2 separate regions of the Zea mays genome follow, and region 1 is linked to region 2. A link is a contact called in public Hi-C data. All regions are on one chromosome and are shown on one strand. The core of a region is the stretch at or near the end of the contact, and the rest is flanking DNA. Distances in the headings are between cores, read along the strand shown. Region 1 holds the start of LOC100383271. Region 2 holds the start of LOC100272690.

Evidence for each region. A called contact is a pair of places that touch in the nucleus more often than the background predicts.
Region 1: a contact with region 2 is called in a Hi-C map of leaf mesophyll, with 5 times the contacts expected there. The contact joins the promoter of LOC100383271 here to the promoter of LOC100272690 in region 2. A contact is called at or near these places in 9 of 25 Hi-C or Micro-C datasets (bundle sheath, ear, endosperm and 3 more).

What each region holds. Positions count from the first base shown.
Region 1 is chr3:201,504,106-201,508,344 of Zm-B73-REFERENCE-NAM-5.0, forward strand. LOC100383271 reads left to right here and starts at 2,052. Exons shown (of 15, transcript NM_001361982.1): 1 at 2,052-2,188; 2 at 3,479-3,543; 3 at 3,952-4,072; 4 at 4,170-4,239. The coding sequence starts at 3,480. It overlaps LOC103651196, which reads right to left and starts at 827. Exons shown (of 2, transcript XM_008676815.4): 1 at 509-827; 2 at 1-431. The coding sequence starts at 750.
Region 2 is chr3:201,224,111-201,227,997 of Zm-B73-REFERENCE-NAM-5.0, forward strand. It overlaps LOC100272690, which reads left to right and starts at 2,590. Exons shown (of 2, transcript NM_001353543.1): 1 at 2,590-3,697; 2 at 3,790-3,887. The coding sequence starts at 2,606. The coding sequence ends at 3,322. It overlaps LOC100216671 (La-related protein 6A), which reads left to right. Exons shown (of 11, transcript NM_001143080.1): 10 at 94-266; 11 at 351-546. The coding sequence ends at 221.

The sequences.
Region 1 (4,239 bases), core at 802-3,301, 280 kb after region 2:
CTAGTATCATTGTTGGCCTCGAATTGCGCCCACAAAACTGTCCGCGCCATGCAGTAGGACAGTTGCGCCATTCCCAATGCATACAATCGATAGAGCCTAGCATACCCGGAAACCCCCTGTCGGCGTTTACACGTAGTATGCGAGCAATGTCGTCGTGGTTAGGGATACGAAGGTATCGTTCGCTAAAGGAAGAGATGATTGCGCGACAAAAACGGATAAGGCAGTCCCTAGCGGTAGTCTGTCCAATCTGTATGTACTCATCTACCGCATCGGTTGGTAACCCGTACGCAAGGATACGCAATGCAGCACAAACTTTTTGCAATGGACCAAGCCGTGCTAAACCAGTTGCATCACATCGAATAGTGAAGTATTCGTCTTCTCGCTGAACGGCATGAAGGATACGTAGGAACAAAGGACGATGCATCCGAAACCTATAAACGAAAATAAAGCAAAAAATTAACAAAACAAACCTACAAATGATAGTAAAATCATAACTTAGGAAATATACCTTCGACGAAAAACATGTGATGGATACACAGGATTAGGTCCGAAGTAGTGATGTTTGATGAGATTTTCTCCAGCAGCGTGGTCCCTATGGATAACTCGGCGAGGCAATGAGGAGCGCCTACGGCGCGTGCTCGTGTCTCCTAGTACAAGGTGCTCAACATGTTGGGAAAGCAACAAGGTATCGATCTCATCGTCGGAATCGTCGGATGACGAGGACAACACAAGGCTTTTCAATGACTCCATGACGACCTAAACTACGAGTACGTACTACGGTCTTCTGATGGAATGACGGATGATACAGAAGAGGTGAGTGTGTAGATGAGTGGAGCATGTCCCCAGGGTACCTTATTTATAGGTGCCTTCGGTGTATGAAGGAAGCCAGGCGGTCGTGGCTTCCGGTAGAAGCCAGTCGTGTCGTGCAAGCCACTTGTGTCGTGTACTAGAAGAATGAGAATTTGTATTTATAAAAATACATAAAATTGTACCGTATTTATACTAATGTATTAATAGTAATTATGAAGTTTGCTAATTACACGTGGACCAAAATACGCCCGTGTACTGTGCAAAGAATAAATAAAAATAATTTTAATATTTGATGGTAGTTGAGTTAGTTGATGAGGAAAATATAATATTGGTGTGGTGGGGTATAGAGGATTGTTATAGGGGGAACCGCTGTAGAGCGTGGAGATATAGGGGGAGAGAGATTGCTGACGTGGCACGTGAGTGAGATATAGGGGGACAAATTTAGGAGGAACCGCTGAAGACAGTCTTACACAAGTGCAGCAACACCAGATGGTGCGCGACGGTGGGTGAGGCCGGACGAACCCATGGCTCCACCGTACGCCGCTGCAGCAACCTACAGATGGAAAAGAGATACAAAATTGCATTTATGTTTAATAATAGCATTCGAACGAAGTGTGGCAAAGTAGTGAATCCTATATCTTATAATGACATAATTCTAAATTTCTCAAAATAGCATTGGACTCCATTTGCCGCCAGCCTTTCTTGTAGACCTCATGATCATCCGATCTGACCAACCCGCCCGAAAAAACCTGGCTCAACTCAATCCGACCAATGCAAAGGGCGGGTACATGTCATAAATTTTTGGGTTTTTAAATTGGTGCCCTCAGTTTTGATGGTGTGCTCACTTATATCCTTAATCGTGTTTTTTCTCAGTTGTGCCTTGTAGTGCTATAGAACAGAAGAGCACAGCTGAGCAAAAAACACGACTAAGAGTATAAGTGAACACACCACAAAAACTGAGGACACCAACTTAAAAAACCTATATTTTTACCTGCAATAATTCATGGGTGGGTACACGTACGAGCCGTGATTTTAGACCCAAAACCGATCCAACCCGAAAAAACTTGACCCAAAGTTAAAAACTCGATCTAACCACAAACAGACAGACACGAACGATCTGACCCAACCCGATATTAAACACGGATCAGGTATTCAGGTACGAGCCGTAATAAATCGCTCGTCATCCGACTCTACTTTCATTCTACTGCTTGAACAGGTCTACTTTCATTCTACTGCTATGAGTAGCAATTCCCCGCGCGCGCTCTCTCCGCCCCGGCACTAGGCCAACGGCAATCACCACTCACCAGGTGCCAAGGTGTCTTGTCGGCCCCTTCACCAAGTGTTAGTCGGGTCCTTCGCCGGCGACGGGCACCACCAGGTATGCGCACCCCCTCCCCCCTTCCAGCTGCGCGAAACCGAGCACCGAACCCTAACTCAGCCTATTTGGTATTTGTATTCGGGTCTGATCCCACCTTTTATTTTTGTGTGTGCGTGTGTGTAGTTTTTTTTTCTCTAGTCTCATCCCATGATTCGCGAATCGAGAAGGGATGATGCCATGCCATTGGTGATTTGCAATACTGTAGTCGTGTTCACGTCATAAACGATCGCTCCTTAAGGGGAGGATCGAGGGCAAACTAGAGCTGCATGGGGATGATACTGTGCAACTGTAGCACTTTACTCTTAGTCTCAGGCACCCTGCACATGCAGATGGACTTGGTTCCTGAGTCGTGAGGGACCTGCATTAGTTGAAGCGAGCGAGCTGTAAGCTGTATCCTTATGCATAGGGTGTGGGTACTCATATCATGGTTGTTGTCTATGCATTTCATGATTAATGCAAGTTGTGTGATAATGATTTGTGTGTTGTGTATGTCAATAGTTTTGCATAAATGCTGTTAAAATTTTGCAAAATTTGTCAAAATTTGCAACATTTAAAATACATGCAGCCACTTGTGTTAAATGTTGTTGCCAAAATCCTTGTCAAATCTGCAAAAATAATGTCAAAACCTTTGAATCCAAACATGGGTAAAAGTAAAATCACAAAGAACCAACAAAAGCGAGGGCAAATCTGCAAGGGCAAAATTGTTATCTCACGTCAGGATTAACACTGTTATAATGACTTAACAGAATAGGGGCAAAGTCTTGCTTCGATTTGAAATAACAGGGGCAAAAACACAAAGTTCAAAAAATAGGTTCAAAATCACCACAAACCCTAAAACCGGGGGTATGAATGTCAAATAACCTAAAATTTTTTAAGGTGCATTGTTCCTCTCATTGTTGTGCCACTTACATAAATGTTTAGACTTAGTTATTGGATGGTATGAATTGAATACAAGCAACATCTCTAAGAGAGGGAAGCAGGTGATCCAAACTATTTGCGACTAGTAGATAAGCTATTCTGCTTGTGTTTTTTGTTCTGTTTGGTAAGACATGTTTTATTCATCATCACTAAGATGATTTTCCTCCCCACTTCTGGATTAGTTTAGTATCAACACAGGGGCTGTGCGTGGTACTTTCCTGTATCCGTTGATTTGGTAATGTAAAAATATCTGTTGTAACACAATTATCTTGTATTTGTATACACAATTATATTGTATTTAATTATATTAATTTGATGGTTTCTAACGTATTACCCCCTTTTTCCTTGAATGTGGTCTGAGTTTGTTGACAGTATGGACGAATCACGAAAAAGAGCTGTCTCTACTGCAAATGGTAAAAATATAAGTTCATCCCTTGGTATGTTCTCTTGTGAGCTGTCAGTACTCGTCTACTTGATCATCTCAGGCCCTTATTCCTTATTTATATGCTCTGCATGGACTAAAATTCACTATACTACTAAAATGGAGACCTCTCGTTGGAAACTACCAAGGGCCATGTTCATCATATTTGGCCCTTACTAGTACTACCTCCGATACCATGTTAGGAGAATGAAAACCCTAAACCTAACTAGGGTTGGGCTGCTATATTAATAGATAGTATCATAGTATATAAGTTAGGCCTAAGCCCATTACAGTTAAGACACACACACATGTCTAACACTACCTTCGGAAAGTGATGCTTGAACAGCATCCACATTTTTTTGCTATGAATTGATGGAATTTTCTTTCTAATTTGACCTGACATATGCTTATTATATGTTGGCAGATGAAGACTTTGGAAATGACTTCCTTTCATCTTGGAAGTTACCAAAATCAGGAAAAGACACGATTGACTTCAGTGTTGACTCAGTTCCCAAGAGTAGCAAGAAATTCAGCTTTGACAACCTGTGAGCTAATCCCTTGAAAGGCTTGAATCCATCAACTTTTGATGCCATCAACTGCTTCTTGTTCATGATGGTTCTAACAAATCATTCCTTTGACCAGAGATGATTTTGGGCTTAATGGAGCCTTTGACAAATTACCGTCCTTTCAAATGGGCATGTCTGATCTGGAT
Region 2 (3,887 bases), core at 1,340-3,839:
TAACTTTTCCGAAACCAATTCGTCACATATATGTTTTGTATTTCTGCTAGTGTGGGATTGATATAATTTGTTTTCTTATTATTTGCATATCAGGCAGTTGTGGTTCCGAGTCATTAAACAAGCCTATTTCTGGACCGAGGATGCCAGATGGAACAAGGGGCTTCACACTGGGACGTGGTAGATCTCTTCCACTACAGAAGTCTGAGAAGGCTGAAGAGTAGAGCTACCAAAAAAGGCCTGTTAAGAACCTTATCCAAAGAAGCTGGGTAAAATCTAACAGAAAACCTTTGCTTTTTTTTTTTTGAAACTTAAGATCATCGAAGCCGTTCTTTGCATGGAATGGGACACAGAAGAAAGGGAATCTTGGAATGGCTTTCTCTCTGCAAGAAATGGAACACAAAAGGGAATCTGGGAATGACTTGTACAGAAACACAATTGTCTGGGGGTAGTTCCGAGTTCACTCGTATGGAACACAGTAGAACCTTTGCATGTTTCCTGACTTGCATTGTGTCATATACTCGTATCATGCTGCATGCAGCATTGCAGCCCTGTTTGCAATTTCAGCAGCCGGGGGCTGGGGCCGTGAGCCCGTGACCCTGCACCATCCGGGTCTACCACGAGCCCCCCTGTTCTGCGAGGCGTTTGGCCCCTCATCCCTATGGATCTGTACTCTGTAGGCTCTCCTTATAACGCATGATTGGGATTGAAAAACACATTGAATAGAAAATAAATGTAGGAATACATATGCAAAACAGAGTTATGAAAAACACAGAAGTTTCCTATGTTTTGTCCTGCGTAGACTACAGAGTGGGGTTTGGGGTTTTTAATATGAGGTGAGATAGGGAGTTTGATGAAGATGGGCTGTTACATAGGATAGGAATGAGAATCCTACGTTTTTTCCTCTCAGGAATGAGATCCTACGTCGTTAAGCTGGGGTCACCGGCGCACTGAGATCAACGTCAAGCACAGTAACTGCATGGACCACAATAACTGCACAACATGGACATAGTCGGCATAATTTATCGTCTCGGTCATGGTTTAATACCATGTCGTATCTTGATCGGGCACGCATGGTGGTAAAACTAAAAGAACGTCCACGTCTGATCGTTTCAACCACGATTGCATCACCCTAGCGTGAGGCACCCGCAGCAACGCTGACAGTCGGACCCGGACCAGCCAGCAGCTACGTAACCTCCTACACCTGCGTGCATGGCCGTCGGCGCTGCAAGCCTGCACTGCTGCGGTTGTCGGCAACTATTATGGCTCTATTTGGCAGACGTTCCAAACCTGGTTATCTACCGTACAGTTTTGTAGAGAGAAATAATTCTCTACTAATTCTGTGAAGTGATTCTCTGAAATAAACAAAGAGGAAGGACGCTGAAAAAAGTAACTTCTTCTAATTCTATGGAAAAAAATTTTTCTCCATCGTGATTTTGAAAGTCGCTTCTCTCAGAATCAGCTTCTACATAGAAATCAGAATCAGATAGAACTCTATCAAATCGGCCCTACGATGTTTGGTGTGCTCGAGTTGCAGTTTTTCTTCCTGTTGTTTGGTAAAACTGGTGAATTGTTTCTTTTTAACATGGAAGAGATCAATCTCCATCGCTCAATAACTGGGGCCAAATCGTTGGCCAACAGTTCATATAAACACAACATGGAATAACAGGGACGACAACAGTACCCGGACTCAACTTATTTAGTCCCTTAACGCCGCTAAACCATGGGCCACCCTATTACATAAACGCGATTTGTGACATACTACCCATGAACTGAAGTTGCATCTCAACAGCTCCTTCATTTCCCAGATAGGGCTCTAGCTAGGAGCACCAGCATGGTAACAGTAGTGTTGAACTATTGATGCCAGCGGAAACATTGGACAGTCACTGTTCTCAGATCTACCGTGCTGGGTTCTGGCTGCCGTTTTCACCATCTCCCGACATCATTCCCATCCCTCCTGTTTAACTAACCCCAGTCAAACACTATTATACGAAGCAGTAGCAGCCGTCACCGGCACTGCTGGATCAATTATCACGACGATTCAACACGAAATGGATCGGAGCAGTAGTGCCATTGCGCAAATGGATAAGGACTGAACTGACGGCGTCCTGAGCGGCTGAACCCGTACCCACGCACCAACACCATGGGCCATGACAATTGGCAGGCAGGCACGCCGACCCTTGGACCTGCTAGGCGCGTACTTGGACGGTGCACTGGTCCAGAGATGAATCTCGTACAGACAGACCACAGAGACGCAAAGCTCATTCAACCAGCTCCATCATCGACAAATTAACAGAAGCTTGGTTTGAACGTCTCAACAGTTCCGTGCTCTCCTGATCCTTAATCCATGCTTGCTCCCAGCAAAAGCAATAATCTCTCATCAGACGGACCTATGGACAGATGGCGGGCGCGATCGGGAACCATGACCATGAGCGCTGTCGAGTGGTGTCCGGCCCACATGCCGCGTTGGTACGAGACCGCCCGGTCACCTGGCCCTCAACCCCTCATGGTCATGGCCGACGCAGCTCCGTCCTTAGCTGGCAAGTCCCACCCTCGGAGGCTATAAGACACGAGCTCCCCGCTGCCTCAATCACATGCCCTGCCATGCATGGTCAGTGATCTCCTCCTCCTCCTTTTCCTCTCTCTCTCTCTCTCTTTCTCTCACTCCCGCGCGTACCTGTTGGGAAAAAAAAGTACCTACTACAGCTTGGCTACAGTTTTGATAAACTACACACACATGGACAGCAGTCAGCAGCAGCAGAAACAAGACGACGTCGACGTCGACGTAATGGAGGTCCCGGAGGTCCACGGCGACCTCCTCATGGAGCTCCTGGACGCGTCCCTCGCCGCCGAGAACGCTGCCCACCACCACCACCACCACCACCACCACCAACAGCTTGGTCTAGCGCCCGACGGCGACGGCGACGGCGACTGTTGGATCGACGACAACCAAGAGAACTACGACAATATGCACGCGCACCAGGGCTGCGAGGACTGCCGCGGCCTCCTCGACGGCATACTGTCCGACTTCGACGACTACGACGGGGGCCCATCACGGCCGAGGTCCCCGCCGGCGCCGTACCGCGTCGTCTTCGGCCACGACGACGACACCCTGCTGGAGCTGGAGTGGGCGGAGGAGGCCGCCATGGACCCGTTCGCCACCAGCGAGTCCGCGGGGGGCTGGTACATGGACGGCCTGGTCATGGCCATGGCGTGGGACGAGCAGCAGGACGGCGGCGGCTTCCCGTTCGAGCCCTGCTACGGATACGAAGGGGAGGCGGGCGCCGCCGGGCAGCTCTATGATGCCAGCCCGCTGTGGGAGTGAGAGTGAAGTAGTGTACCCGGTTACGTCGTCGATCACACGTGTCCGCGTCGTCTGGGCCGTGCCGCGCTGCCGCGCCGGCCTAACTACTCCTCCGTACTTTACTTTTGCGCCGCTTTTGCAAATTTTTTTGAGGATATGAATTTGCTGAAGAGAACTGGACTTGTGTGCCTCTTGTGCTCATTAGTGTTGTGTGGCTCAGATTATCAGAAGCATTCTAGTTTTTGTTCTTTGTTTTATTTTTTTTGTTTGAAAGCTTTGTGCTAAATGAAGTGCATTGTCTACATTCAGGTTTGCTTTACTGCCTGCAGGATGCGTTCGGATGGTTTATGCTCTCGAATCAAAAACAGAGGTCGTGGAGAATGTACTGCATATACGGTATCGCCAGTCTTTTTTAGACATTTTAGTTGCGCCTTGGTACAGTTGTACATGTGCGTTGAGCTTCAAAATTCTGGTTTCCATTATTGCAGAGCACTGTTGTTCCGTGTTTCAGGCGGAGAACAGCTAAAAACCGGGCATACAGAGAGCCTGCAAGAATAACAGTGACCCTCTTGGCCTTGGAGCATGC